Linked DNA regions of Mus musculus: region 1 is linked to region 2. A link is a contact called in public Hi-C data. All regions are on one chromosome and are shown on one strand. The core of a region is the stretch at or near the end of the contact, and the rest is flanking DNA. Distances in the headings are between cores, read along the strand shown. Region 1 overlaps Gm34999 (a long non-coding RNA gene). Region 2 overlaps Xylt1 (xylosyltransferase 1).

Region 1 (7,127 bases), core at 2,942-5,441, 880 kb after region 2:
ATCAGGATACCAATCTATTATTTTAGCTGGGGATACGTTTGGATGGATCCACAACAATGGCCCATTCTGCCACAAAACTGCAGTTGGCAATTGTGCTGTCTTAAAGACACACAAACTGAAAGGCTGCGAATCCTCAATACGTTGTAATTGTGCATTCTGTAAGGCCTTTTCCACTTTTTGTAAGGCCTGGTTAGCAGCTAGAGTAAGAGTCCTAGGGGAGGAGATATGAGGATCTCCTTCTAAAATACTAAACAAAGGCCTTAACTCAGCGGAAGGAATCTTTAAAAAAGGTCTGAGCCAATTAATATCTCCCAACAGCTTTTGAAAATCATTTAAGGTATGGAGGTGATCTCTTCTTATCTCTACCTTTTGGGGCACAATCTTATCTGGGGACACCACAGAGCCCAAGAATTGTCCTGTATCAGAAATTTGGACCTTTTCTGTGGCTATCTGTAAACCCCACTGACTTAAAGTTTTAAGTAGAAAAGGATATGCCTTTTGTAGCATGGTAAGGTCTTTATGGCACAGGAGGATGTCATCCATGTAAAGGAGCAAAATTAAAGAGGGGAATTGTTCCCTCATTGGCAAAAGAGCTTTTTGCACATAAAGCTGGCACATTGTAGGACTATTGGACATCCCCTGTGGTAAGACCTTCCATTGATACCTCTTATCAGGTTTAGCAGAATAAGCTCTCTGACCCGTTAACAAGTCAAAAGTCCAATCTCTCTGCTCTGGAGTTAAAGCAGCAGCGTTTGCTCGGTCCTGCGCCTGTGCAGCCTCTCGCCACAGAGATCTCCATTCCAAATATTTGCCCATATTAGGGAGAGCGGCTTTTGCAATCATTTGCCAGTCGGCAGGAGTTAGTGCCATGCCGGCAAGCCTGTCTAACTGCACCAAGGTAAAATTAGCATTAATTCCATATTTAATCTGCACATATTCTACCGGAGCGTGGACACGCCCACCCTCGGCTCCTTCAAAGACTGGAAATGCCTGTTGTATTTTCCTTTGTTCCTCTCGGGGAATGAATGAGTCTGCGCACTGCCTCTCTGCGCACTGCCTCTCTGCGCATTGTTGACGCACTACGGGCTGACGCACTACGCAGGGCGGGGACTCCGCATAGGGCGGGAGTGCACCTGGTAGCCGATTGCCCTGAGGCCAATTAGCAAACTGGCCTTCGCCAGCCGCTTTTGGCTTTTTCCTTAAATGACTAGTTAGCACTTTACTTGGCGGCTGGTATCCTTTTCTTTCATAATGAGCCGCTTTTTTCTCCCAGTCTGTTTCTTCAGAGCACAGGCTCCTTCTCCTAGAGACCTCCGCTAATTGATCTTTCTTCTTTTCCCTTTTTCCTCTTTTTCTTCTAATCTCTCTCCAGGTATTCCTACCTAACCTTAACTTTTCCTCGGGTTCAAGACCCTTGGAAAGGCCTGTATACTTATTTTGTGTACCATATTTCCTTTTTGTTCCTACTCTCTCTCCCCGCTTTACTTCTGATAGCTTGTCCTGAATTTCCTCTAGAATTTTCAGCCCTATCTTAACCACTATATAACATGTGAAAAGGAACAAAAGGGCTTCTAACACTAGAAAAAATTCAAGGCCAAACATAACTTGTAAAGCCATTTTCCACTTTACTTCTGATAGACTGTCTTGAATTTCCTTAGAAAGTTCAAGATCAGACTTACCTCGTTCCCCAGCTGAAAAGTTCTGAATTCATACAGTTGAATCCTTCTTAACAGTCTGCTTTACGGGAACCTTTATCACCGTCGTTCCCCAGCTGATGAGTTCTGAATTCGGCAGTTGAATCCTTCTCAACAGTCTGTGTTACGGGAACCTTTATAAACGTGATCCGCAGTTCTGGTTCCGGAATGAGGGATCCTCCTTGCGCCAGTCCCGAGTTTTTTTCTCGTCCCGGGTTTCGGCACCAATTGTTATTAGACGCGTTCTCACGACCGGCCAGGAAGAACACCACAGACCAGAATCTTCTGCGGCAAAGCTTTATTCTTACATCTTCAGGAACAGAGTGCAAGAAGCAAGAGAGCAAGAAGCAAGAGAGGGAAAAAACGAAACCCCGTCCCTCTTAAGGAGAATTCTCCTTCGCCTCGGACGTGTCACTCCCTGATTGGCTGCAGCCCATCGGCCGAGTTGACGTCACGGGGAAGGCAGAGCACAAGTAGTCATAAGATACCCTTGGCACATGCGCAGATTATTTGTTTACCACTTAGAACACAGGATGTCAGCGCCATCTTGTAACGGCGAATGTGGGGGCGGCTCCCAACATTTCCTGATGAGGGACCTCATGTTCAGGGAAATAAAGTGCCCTGCCCAAGGTCTGTGAGAGCACCAGAGCCTGATAAATTAGAAAGCTGAAAAGAAAAAGGATGGTCAAAACAGAATATAAATATGCATGCCTGCATGTGTGCATGCATGTGCAGAGGCCTGAAGGACACTGGGTAGTCTGTATCACTCTCCACCTCATCCTTTAAGACGGGGTCTCTCATTGAACTTAGAGCTAGGCTGGTAGACAGTAAGCCTCAATTATCTTTCTGTCTCTAACTCCAGAAGCCCTGGGGTCACAGGTATACTAAGGCCAAGTTCAGCTCTATTTTACAGGTTTTTAAATTTAGATACTCTCTCTTGTGCAGCAATTGCTCTTACCAGCCAAGCTATCTCCTTAGACCCCTGGAATTCTTTGTTCTAAAGAGAACATTATTCAAAGAGCTTCCTCAGCCTAGAGCTCTGTGTGTGCCCCTTCCCTCCCCCCTTTTCTCCTTTATTCACCCCAGACAAATGTTTACTGCTGAGCTATTATACATCCCCAGCCTGTCCTATTCTTCTGAGATTCATGTCCTCACAACATGGACCTTCTGACAAGTAAATGTGGCTTGGGATTGGCTTCTCAATTGAGCGCCCTTTGAGGAATTTGACAACTTGGAGGCAGAGAGTTGGGAGCTGTTTATATAATAATGTGGCCTGAAAACAAGCAGGAGCGTTTGTTCGATCGTGGGTTTTGTAGTTACTCCTGCTGCAGAGTCTCCTTCACAAGAGGAAAGCCCTTTACCATCAGCCATTTAGAGAGAAGCCATGTGCTGCTCTGTGGGCTGTGTTCTCCTCCAGCAGGTGCTTTCCGTAACTGGCTGGTTTGCAATGCTTGGGTAACTCCATAGTTTGACCAGGCATTTCCAGATCTTCCCTGGGAGAAAAGAGCCATTGGCTGCGGTTCCTAGGGGAAAACCAGCTCTGACAGCAAAGCTTTTCGAACCCAACCTGTAACTTACACATTAGGAATTGCCACAGGTGATTCTAGTTAGAAGCACCCCTCACTCCAAGGGGTTGACAGCGTCAGTACAGAAGCAGTTTAGGTCACCAGCATCCACAGAGCCACCCTAGGGTCTCAACATGCTTTCTCCTTTGGCCTCATCTGTTGAAAACCCAGATCCCAAAATGTTCTAGAAGCAGTGGTTCTCAGCCTTCCTGATGCTGCGACCCTTTAAGATAGTTCCTTGTTTTGTGGTGACTCCCAATCATAAAATTATTTTTGTTGCTATTTCATAACTGTAATTTTGGTACTGTCATGAATTGTAATGTAAATCTCTGTGTTTTCCAATGGTCTTAGGTGACCCCTGTGAAGGGGTTGTGTGACCCCCAAAAGGGTCGCAGTCCCATAGGTTGAGAACCGCTGCTTTAGAAGGTAAGGCTTTGAGAGCTGGAGATGTTAGCTCAGTTGGCAGAGTGCTTGCCAGGCATGCAGGAAGTCCTGGTTCCTCCCAAAGCATGGGGCAAACACCCAGGTGGTGGTGCATGCCTGCAATTCTAGCATTGAGAGGTAGAGGCCGGGATGGTCAGGCTGTGGAAACTGAGTCCACGAGAAGAGGACTAGTACCCTTAAGAGAGAGGCCTCGCCCTGATATAGCTACCTTTTTACATTACTGTGAAAAAATTTGAAGAGAAGAGAAAGAGTTATTTGGGCTTACAGTTTGAGCAGTCTTCATTTACAACAGCAGAGAAGGCACAACAGACTTCACACTGTGGAGAATGTGTCTAGGATTCCTCAAATTTCCACAGAGCAGGAAGCAGAGACAGAGAGGGGAAGAACTTGGGTTAGAAACAGGCTTGACTATGACCTGTAAGGCGAGGCTCTACTGATCCACTTCCTGTAGTCACGTTCCACATTGTAAGGTTCTCCAATCTTTCTGAACGGTGCCACCACGTGGAGACCAAGTGTTCAAACACTGTAAGGACATTTCGCATTCAAACCATTACCCCTACTGTGGGAAGGTATAGTACAAAAGTTATAGAAGTTAGGTCCTCCTCAGACACTGCATCTGTTGGTGTCTCGACACTGGACTTTCTAGATGGTAGAATTCTGAGAAATGAATTGCTGTTTGTAAGCCGCCAGTCTATCCCAGTCTGTAACATCACGCTGTAGCCTCCCACACAAAGACAAGCATCTACTGGTACATATGGTTCTCTGCTCCTTTGTTTATTTGTTTTGTGAGTCAGAGTCTGGACTATTGTTTGTTTGTTTGTTTTTAAACAGAATTTCACTATGTAGCCTGGCTAAAACTAACGTAGACTAGCCTAGCTTCAAATTCACAGAAATACACCTGACTTTATCTCCCAAGCCCTAGGCTTACAAACTTGAGTCATCCCTTGGGCCTTATTTGATTGACAGACAGGGAGCTCGTCTTGCAGTAGGCTTGGGAGGTGCCACTGCCCATTACTGCACCAGAACCCAGAGTGATCAGCCTAACGGAACCTGCTTTTCCTCAGGCTTTTCTGGAAGTCTGATTGCACAGTTAGTTATTATTTATGGTGGTATGTCTCAGGCTTCTCCCCATTTATTTAACTATCAGCTTAGAATGGATACCCAACTCCTTACTGACAGAATATATGTAACAGGCACAGCTACAACGGCACAGCCATGTAGTGTGTTCGTAGAGCGGGCAGAACTGGATTCTGAAGGAGCCCTGGGATCTCCTTATTGGTCATTACAGGTGACCTGTGCCCTCAGTGTTTTCTCTGGATTCCAAATTCTGCAGAAGAAAAGGGAGGCATTAGGTCCCCAACTTGTAAAAGCTGAGAAGTCCCAAATCAAACTCCAGAAAGAGTCCTACTTATCTTCTGTCTGTCTGTCTGTCTGTCTATCTATCTAGGTATCCCCCTCCCTCTCTTGAAATCTGCAACCCACAATCTTGGAGGCTAACAAGGGGAAAAGGATGAGGGGAGGGCTTCTCTTAGCCGCACAGACTCCTGGGACATCACTGTAAGCCTTTGACAAAGTTTGTACTCTCCAGCAGTAAATTTCTTTTTATTTATTTACTTATTTATTTTTAGAGACAGGGTTTCTCTGTGTAGTACTGGCTGTCCTGGAACTCACTCTGTAGACCAGGCTGGCCTCGAATTTAGAAATCCACCTGCCTCTGCCTCCCAAGTGCTGGGATCAAAGGTGTGCGCCACCACCAACCCGCTGGTAAATTTCTTTATGTTGTGTATTTCTTCACTTACTTATTTGACAGGTGGTCACGTGTCTAGGGTGTGAAACCGCTCTGTACCTGAGGACCTTGAACTTTTGATCCTCCAGCCTCCGACTTCCTTCGGAGTACTGGCCACCACACCCAGTTTCAGCTTTATTTTTGAGATAGAGCTTTGGTATGCAGCCCCGGCTGGACTCAAAATCACAACCTGCTTGCCTCCGCATCCTGAGGGGTAGGGTTACAGGTGTGCACCTTCACACCCTGTGGCATCCCTTATTTTAGAGAAAACTGAGACCCGAGGCAGTAAACGGACTCCCTCTGAGTGACCAAACTCTAGCCACTTTCTACCCCATTGTCCCCTCCCCTACGGCTTCACACTAGCACACAGGGACAGGAGTGAAGGGTGAAGGCAGGCTTGAAGACCCCACGGCACATGCGCCACTTAATCACCTTAAAACTGGGCGTGGTGGCACATTCCTGGAAGCCCTGGAGACAGGAAGAAGTTTAAGATCATCCTTGGCTAAAAATAAGTTTGAGGCCAGCCTTCATGACATGCGACCCTGTCTCAAAGCAAAAATAAAACACAACCAACCAACCAACCACCACCACCACCACCCAAAAAAACCAAAAAACAAAACCCACATGTTTTTAAAAACAAGATTTCTCCTCCCTTCATCACTTTCAAGCAAAGGGCAAAAAAAGTAAACTAAGGTATGGACTAGATTACCACAAAAGGTTTTTTGTGAGTTAGAAACTTCCAGAACAATAAGGTTTCTGCCCCTCTCGCTCACAAGTTTTGCGCATTCCACTCTGTGGCACTTTCTACGTGTTTAAGGAAACCCTTAGTCCAGATGCAACTTTGTTCCAATTCTGAGTCAGCCTTGGTTTCACTTTCAAATCACTGCGTAGCAGTCTGGTAAAACGTTGAGTAAGGAGTAAGAAGGGAAAGCTGGAGGGTGGGGCTGGGCGGGGCGAGTGAGCAATAGCTTGTTCAGAGGATGCCACCGGGGAGTAACAGGCAGTAATTAATAACATGGCGGTCAGAGTCACAGCCCTAGTGTTAATTAAAGAGCTTCCTCCTTGCTGGCTTATTCTCTAGGGCCCCCTTGGAGGAGCTCACGGACTTTAATGCTTCTGCCTGAGGTTGTTCGCATCCGTTGGTGGGGACTGGAAGGCCAGGTCCTCAGAGAATCAGAAAACAACACCACAAACCCAATAACCGCCCCTGGGCAGCTGGACTGGCTTCAGGGAGGTACATTGACCTGTACTTCCAAAAGCTTCAGACACATCTCAAATTGAGTTTTTATAACCCGGGTCCTGGCTTTTGTCAGGAGGGTGGGGTCTGGAGGGGACAGCTTCAAGATTAGCATACGGTAGAAGCCAACTGGCATAGAAGCACAAACCTTTCTATGACTATTACTGACCGTTTTTCCCTCTGGTACTTGGGACTTCATCAGGGACGCCCTGGGACTGAGCCATAGCTAAAACATTCCCATATTTTAGTGAGTCAGGAGAATCACCCAGATTGAAGTGTAGTCTGTATGGGCCTTGGGACCAAACTTGGCATTCAGAATTTCTCCCGAGTGATACTGATGCTCAGGGCCGTGAATAGACTTACAAGAAAGAATTAGGACAGTTCTGATACCTGGGTCTTGG
Region 2 (7,203 bases), core at 505-3,004:
GGTTAGCTATGCTACAGCTGTGGAGATGGCTGTAAAGTGCTTACCACACAAGCATGGGGGCCTTAATTTGATCCACAGGACCCACCTTAAAAAACAAAACAAGCAAAACCAAACCAAACCAAAAACAACGCCTTCCCCCCAACCCAAACAGATGTGGTGGCTGGGGAGGCAGAGACAGTTGAATCCCCGGGGTTCTCTGGCCAGCCAGCCTAATCAGTGAGCGCAGGCCAGTGAAAGACTGTTTCGAAAGTCCCAATGGAAAGGGCTTAAGGTAGACACTGGGAGGAACCACTGGAGCCCACTAGACTTTCACGATTCTGTTGCTTCTGTACAGGTTTCCATGGAGGACTCCCAGGTTTGTCCTCCTTGATTTAGTTCCCAGCCCTTCCTGTGAGTCTCTGGGACTCATGCCTCCTGTTGAATCCTTGTCCTCTGTTTGGTCCGCTACGTATTGAACATGAAATTACCTGCGATGAATGAGTCCCTGGACAGATTGGTAAATGGCTGCGTTAACTTAAACCAGAACCGAGACTGCAATTCAGAGCCCAGGGTAACAGAACCACCACGCAGATGACAGCAGCAACTCTAAAGGGCTATGGGGACACCCAATCATCTCTTGAGGAGGTCGGTGGGGAGTGGGGAAAGCCCAAGGACTCTAGCGAGATCATTTCACAACGTCTCAGCACTCAACCACACTGGCGTTCATTAAATAAACAACGGCTTTTGTAATGGAGAGCCTGTATACATTATTTAAGGATAGTATTAAAATCCACTTAGAGGATCAAGAAATATGGTGGTTACCTCATTAAGTACCCTTTCTTTAGGGATGTGAAAGATACTCTTTCTATCTTCATCTTTACTGGTGAAACGGGGTTTTATTAATTAGAGATGTAATGAGAAATCTTTTTTTGTTGTTTTGTTTTGTTTCCCTTTGCCAGACTTTTAGCTGTCTTGTGTTTGATTGTGGGTTGGTTTTTTATTTTTTCATGAAGGACCAGGCTTTGCAGATGTTCAGTATGAAATAAAAGCCTATTCATTGCCTCTCATTCATGCTGCCTTTTATCTCTAGCTGGGAAGAGACAGCTGGTGTCGAAGACACAGAGAACCCCTTTGGCTCACAGGTGACTTGACTCTGGGTCTAATGTGAGCCAGCCCCTCATCTAGGTCTCTCCTAGCATCTTAAATCTTAAGTAGAAGGCAAAGAGAAGACAGTTTGAGGAGGGTGGGGACCATGCGAGAACAGGGCTTTAGCAACCACCCAGCGATTTGCAGGTGGGCCTGGCTTCTGTTACTAACTTTCCCCCACCAGGAAGCTGGTGGCAGCTGGAGCTTTTGGAAGGTTCATAACTCTCAGCCAGCAGAAGGATCTGGAGGAAGCCAGCTGTTTATTGGGGATGGTTAGGGGAGCGACGATGCCCAAACTAAAGTGGACGCTAGAAAGTAGTCGGGAAGCCAGGAGCCAGGAGCAAACCTGGCCCTCTGTGGGTGAGAGAGGCACAGCACCACCCATCTCCTGGCTCTCCTCTTCTTCTCTTCCTCCCTCACTTGAAAGAAATAGGGGATTTCTAAACACCCTGGTTGGTAGCCAAAACCACTGACTTTAAATCCTAATCTATTCTGGAGTGCCTGCTACTGCTGGACTCTGGCCTTTGTTTCTGGAAAGGTGACAGTTTGCAGGAGGAAGGTGTGACTTTCCTTTCTGCTGGGACTTCCAGCTTGCCCTGGGGCCACCCTGCTTATCTGTGTCACTTCAAACCACAGTTGGAGTTTGTGTGAGTCAACTTCCCTTTACTGTGGTGAAATGCCCCACGGTAGGCAGGGAGATTGACTGAGGCTCAACGTTTGGAACGGTTTCTATACCTGGTTTTCCGCCACTGAGCCTGTAATGAGGCAGGAGAGTGTGGTAAAGGGAGCCACCCACCTCATGACAGCCTGAAAGCAGAAAGAGGGTTGGCTGCTGGTCACCTAGCTCATTCCTGTGAGGTCCCACCTTCTACAGACTCCATCCCCTTCAGCTGAGCCGTTTGGGACCACATCTTCAAGGGATCATCAGCTTTTGTGGGCTATCTGACAAGATTGGAGTTAACTCTCACAATAACATGCTAACAATTGCGGTTCCCTGTGAGAAGTCAGTGTGTGCCAGGCTAAGCAGAATATCAGGGATTAGCACGTTCAGTCATTTACAGCAGCCTTATCAAGTGGCTGCGGTGCCACCTCCTACCTACCTTATTCCCTGATCTTTATTTCTCTGAAGAGACTGAGGCCTGGGGAGAATAAGGAATTCCGCCAGGCAGTGGTGGCACACGCCTTTAATCCCAGCACTTGGAAGGCAGAGGCAGGGGGATTTCTGAGTTCAAGGCCAGCCTGGTCTAAAGAGAGAGTTCCAGGACAGCCAGGGGTACACAGAGAAACCCTGTCTCGGGGGGGGGGGGGGGAAGAAAAGAAAAGAAAAAAAAAGAAAAAATCTAGAATTCCCCTGAGCTATACAACAAGCAACAATGGAACATGACTCAGGCAACATGACCTGGGAGCCTGTATGTCAAAATTCTGGGCTCCATAGAAAGGGGTATATGTGTGTATGGAGGTGCACATGTGTTTGTGCTGGGATGTAGGTGGAGGCCAATGTTGGGTATATTCCACTCTCATTGAATCTAGAGTTCTCTGATTCAGGACTCTGGCTGGCCAGTAAGACCTTGGGCTCTACCTCTAACCCTCTCCCAGGCACTGGGATTATATATGTACCCTGACACGCTCAGATTTTGTGTGCCAGGGTCCTCTTTACCAACATCTCTGGTAGATGATTTTAGCAGAGCAATTTCTCTAAGCCATTATGCAAAATCCCTCTACTAGCCTGGCCCCATCTGCCCATTGTGTTGATGGAACTACTGAGACCCAGCAACAAGCAGGATCAAGCTGGGGTGTCAATCAGAGCATGACTTACTGTTGCTAAAAGCAAAATGTACACATTCAGACCTGACAGTCCTCTGTGCTGAGAAGCCATGATCCCTCCATCCTCACCAAGTTGGGCAGGGCCAGTGGCAGGCACCCTCCATCCACAGTGAGAAAGAGAAGTAACATCCACGGTGTAATATTTTGATAAGTTTCTGATTTGTATTAAAATAGTAATTACAGCAATTATTACGGACTCGAATTTCAGGGAGACCCAGCTGCTTACAGAGAGAAAAATAATTAACCACATATTCTCTGGGAATTGCATGGAAGCCAGGCCTGGCCCTTTTCCTCCCTGAATGTCCAGTGGAGGCTTGGCTGCAGGTTGAAGGCCACGTGTTTTGCCAGCTGCTGTTGTGAGTGGGATGAGTAGCCAAGATCCACTGTAGGAGCCGCTGGTGACAGTGAAGTGTGTCATCCCAGGGATGCTGGATTTGAATGGTGACCCTGTCCTTCAGTCTATCAGATGGGTGGCACGTTAGAGACAAGCACAGTGTCAGCTGGAGGAAAATAATTGCAACCTGTGTTTTATTATTAAATAGTCCAAAAGACACTAGCCCCTGCTGGTACCTGGCCACACTGAAGGATGCCTAGCTAATTTCATTTGATTACCGAGCTTCTCTCTATGAAGCTGATTGGACTGTAAGCTGGCTTGATTGTGAAGATGTATTATAGTTCTAACTTTATTTACTTCCCTCTCAGTGCTGGGCATGGAACCTGGGGCTGGTCCAGGCTCAGCAAGCCCTATATCTCCAAGATGCCTGTCCATGGCCCTTTAGCTAGCCCCTAGTTGGTGGCCATTAGAGATAGTGTTGCTATGAACATTCTTTAAGAAGAGATTACTGCATTCGAATTTATTTATTTAATGTGTATGTGTGTGTGTGTGTGTGAGAGAGAGAGAGAGAGAGAGAGAGGGAGAGGGAGAGGGAGAGGGAGAGGGGAGGGAGAGGGAGAGGGAGAGGGAGAGGGAGAGGGAGAGAGAGAGAGAGAGAGAGAGAGAGAGAGAGAGAGAGAGAGAGAGCAAGCGAGCGCACAGGGCTCAAAATACAACTTTCCAGAGTCAACTGCTTCCTTCCACCATGTAGGTCCCCAGGATGGGACTCATCAGGAATGCCACCATTCCTGGTATGCAGCATTGTCTGCTGAGCCAACGCTCCAGCTCTGCCCTGAGCACTTTCATATGTGTCTTTGATGAACACACAGGCATTGGCTAGATAAATATCCATGTGCAAAATCAATGTATTTACTCTTTTGCTTTGTTTCCTTTTTCTAAATGGCTGGTTTGGAGATGAGCTTTGGCTTTGAAACCTGACCTTCATTCACACGGAGGAGTGGAGGTTGGCGATAGGTTCCCAGGCTGCGGTTCCAGCAGGAGACTCATGTCCATAATTAGTGTTGTAGAGTGGGAATCCATATAACTGAGATGTATTGGTTGGTTATTGTTCAGTTCCTTTTAGGCTGCTGGAAGCACCTGACATTAACTACTTTGGGAAACGATGCCATCATTTAATTTCTTATGCTGAAGTCATATGGTCCAGAAAGCTGTTATCTTTACTCAGCAAAACAAGTCTGGCAGAATTAGGCCTGTTTTTTTTTTCTTTCTTTCTTTCCAATCCCCATCACTTTTTGCTTTGATTGACTTCCCTTTATCCCTAGCTGTTCCGATATTCTTGCTGGGAAGCAGATGAGCACAGCCTTGTCTCCCCCATAAGATCTCTAGCCTGCAGTGGCATGTGTCATTTTACATTGAAATGCTGTGCTGAAGTGTCCCTTCGGGAACTGCATATGTTGTGGGCCGCGGAACATTAGAGCTCTGGCCTCCATCTGAGGACCTGGCTTTCTGTGCAATGTCAGCAGTGTTTAGCGGCCCAGGATCTGCCTCACTATCTGAACCCCAGTCACTTTCTATTTACTGTCCCACTTCTGCAGTCACAGCTGCTGACAGGGTTGGGACAAGGATTCCCTTCGATCCATCGTCTTTCAGATTTGCTTGGCGCTGGCTAAATACAATGACTTCATATTCTTTCTGGGGCTTGTTAAAGAGGCCTGTCAGCTTTGTCTTCCAGCCAGCCCTCCCCAGCAGAAAAACATCCTGGCTGTTTAAGAAGCCTGGCCCCAGGTCCTGCTGTTTGCAATGAGCGGACTTCACCTGTGTTATAAGAGAATATGCTTGCTGATATTATTTTTGTTGGAGATAAAATATGGATTTTTGTGCTTGAAGTGCACATGAAAGCCCATTTCAGCCACAATCTGTTACATATGACTCAATATTGGTCAGTTTCAGTTGTAATTTTTTACATGGGGTTAGGGCCCTGAATATGGATTTCCTAGATATGAAAAGCTTAACCCTTCAGTCTGGGTGGTTTTGCTCCCCCACTCCAGCTTTATAGTTTATTAAACCTTAGAACTCCTTATAAAGGGGTGTGTGTGTGTGTGTGTGTGTGTGTGTGTGTGTGCGCGCGCGTGAGAGAGAGAGATTGCAATACTTCTAATTTGAATTCCGGGAATCGAATTTGAACTCAGGTTACCAGGCTTGGTGGCAAGTACCTACCTGCTGAGCTATCTCGTTAACCCTATGGCCTCTTCTTTATCAATCCTACTTTCTACGCAGGATTTGGTAATGCGTGCTTGTAATTCTAACAACTGGGTGGTGGAGGCAGGAGAGGAAGGAGGCCAAGGTCAACCTCTGCTATGGATGGAATTTGAGGCTAGCTTGGGTTATGTAAGACCTTGTTTCAGAAAACAAAGTACAACACAGAAGAGACCATGCTCTAGATGTTCTGAGATACCCTCATACAACTGATGGTTAACTTCATCTCAGAATAAACTCATCTATTTCAAAAGATGGAATCTTCTGGCCTCATTCATGGAATAACAAGGTGTTGGACATTCGCTTCTAGAAGGCAGTCACATAGAAATGCAAACTGAGAAGACCTTTCTAGGGCTGGGGATCTGGCTCAGTAGGTGTAGTGAATGTCTAACACTCATACAGCCTTGGGTTTGATCTCTAGCCCTGCATAACGCAGACATGGTAGCATATGCCTGTGATCCTAGTACTCGAGTAGAAGAGACAAGAGGATGAGACGTTCAAGCTTAGTTTTGGATACATAGCTAGTTGGGAGATATCTTGCTTACCTTTCTGTTGCTATAATTAAACACTATGACCAAGTCAACTTATTAAAGAAAGCATTTAAATTTGGGTTTATGGTTTTAGAGGGTTAGAGTCCATGATGGTAGAACAAAGGCATGGCTGACAGAACAGCTTAGAGCTTGTGCAAATAGGAGACAGAAAGGGCACCCTGGAGTCTTTTGAAACCTCAAAGCCCACCCCCAAGACACACTCCTTCAATAAGGCCACACTTCCTAATCCTTCCCAAATAGTTCCATCAGCTGGAGGCCAAGTATTCAAATGTATGATTCTCTGTAGCCATTCTCACTCAAACCACCACAGAGTCCAACCTGAGTCATATCAGCCCCATCCCAAAAAACAATAAAAATAATCCTGTCTACATCACTCCTATATCAAAGAAGAAATCTCGTATACCTTCCTTTCAGATGACGTGCGGTGGCAATGGGAGCAGCTCACATCCCAGCTTGACAGGCTCCTGAGTAGCTAGGATGGTAAGCTGTGCCACCAGACCTAACTCTTCTGGGTATTTAGATTTGATAGTGGTGTTCTACGCACCCCAGCCTGGTACCATCATCTTGGGTTTGACTTTTGCATGAGTGGGAGCTTGCTATGCCAATATCCTGTCTTCCCATGATGGAGCAGGGCAAAGTGAACTGGATATACAGAGGCCAGGATCTCTGGAGCTAAACCTTGTTCTGCTTCTCTGGGTTTGGTTGCTGCCTGTTTGTTCCTGTAATAGATGGATGATCTCTTGGTTTCTCGGGCTCTGAACAGTCTTGACCCTCATGATTTGCTATGCCCTCTTCACATATGTCTGTCTTCCTGTACCCAACAGAGAGTGTTCCTAGGGTTCATGTCACCATGTGTTGTGGTTGATCCAAGGTCTTTGTATGAAAAAGGACTCCCTTTCCAGGTCTCCATCTGTCTGGGCATAAACTCAGAGACCCCAGCCTTTTATTAGGTTCCTGTGACCATCACAGTTGGCCTTGGACCTCTTAACACCATCAATGCATCCCAGTGCTGCGATAGTAACATGTAGTGCTCAGAAAAATGCTTTTATTTCCTTCAAAGATTTAATGAGGCAAGACCTATTCAGCCCTGCTTTTAGGGGCTCATGGTGTAGC

What was found. A called contact is a pair of places that touch in the nucleus more often than the background predicts.
Region 1: a Hi-C map of the Ba/F3 cell line shows a contact between it and region 2, with 4 times the contacts expected there. The contact joins two enhancer-like sites. A contact is called at or near these places in 2 of 484 Hi-C or Micro-C datasets (the Ba/F3 cell line and CD4 T cells).

The regions. Positions count from the first base shown.
Region 1 is chr7:118,271,285-118,278,411 of GRCm38.p6, forward strand. All of the region lies in intron 2 of Gm34999 (a long non-coding RNA gene), which reads left to right. Among named protein-coding and RNA genes, the nearest start is that of Gm23229, 5.0 kb to the right of the region's middle. Within about 2 kb of position 4,192, at least 94 of the 459 cell types and tissues checked have an H3K27ac peak or open chromatin away from gene starts, as enhancers often do. A contact at or near this core is called in the Ba/F3 cell line, where this site is marked.
Region 2 is chr7:117,392,432-117,399,634 of GRCm38.p6, forward strand. All of the region lies in intron 1 of Xylt1 (xylosyltransferase 1), which reads left to right. Among named protein-coding and RNA genes, the nearest start is that of Xylt1, 15 kb to the left of the region's middle. Within about 2 kb of position 1,755, at least 123 of the 459 cell types and tissues checked have an H3K27ac peak or open chromatin away from gene starts, as enhancers often do. A contact at or near this core is called in the Ba/F3 cell line, where this site is marked.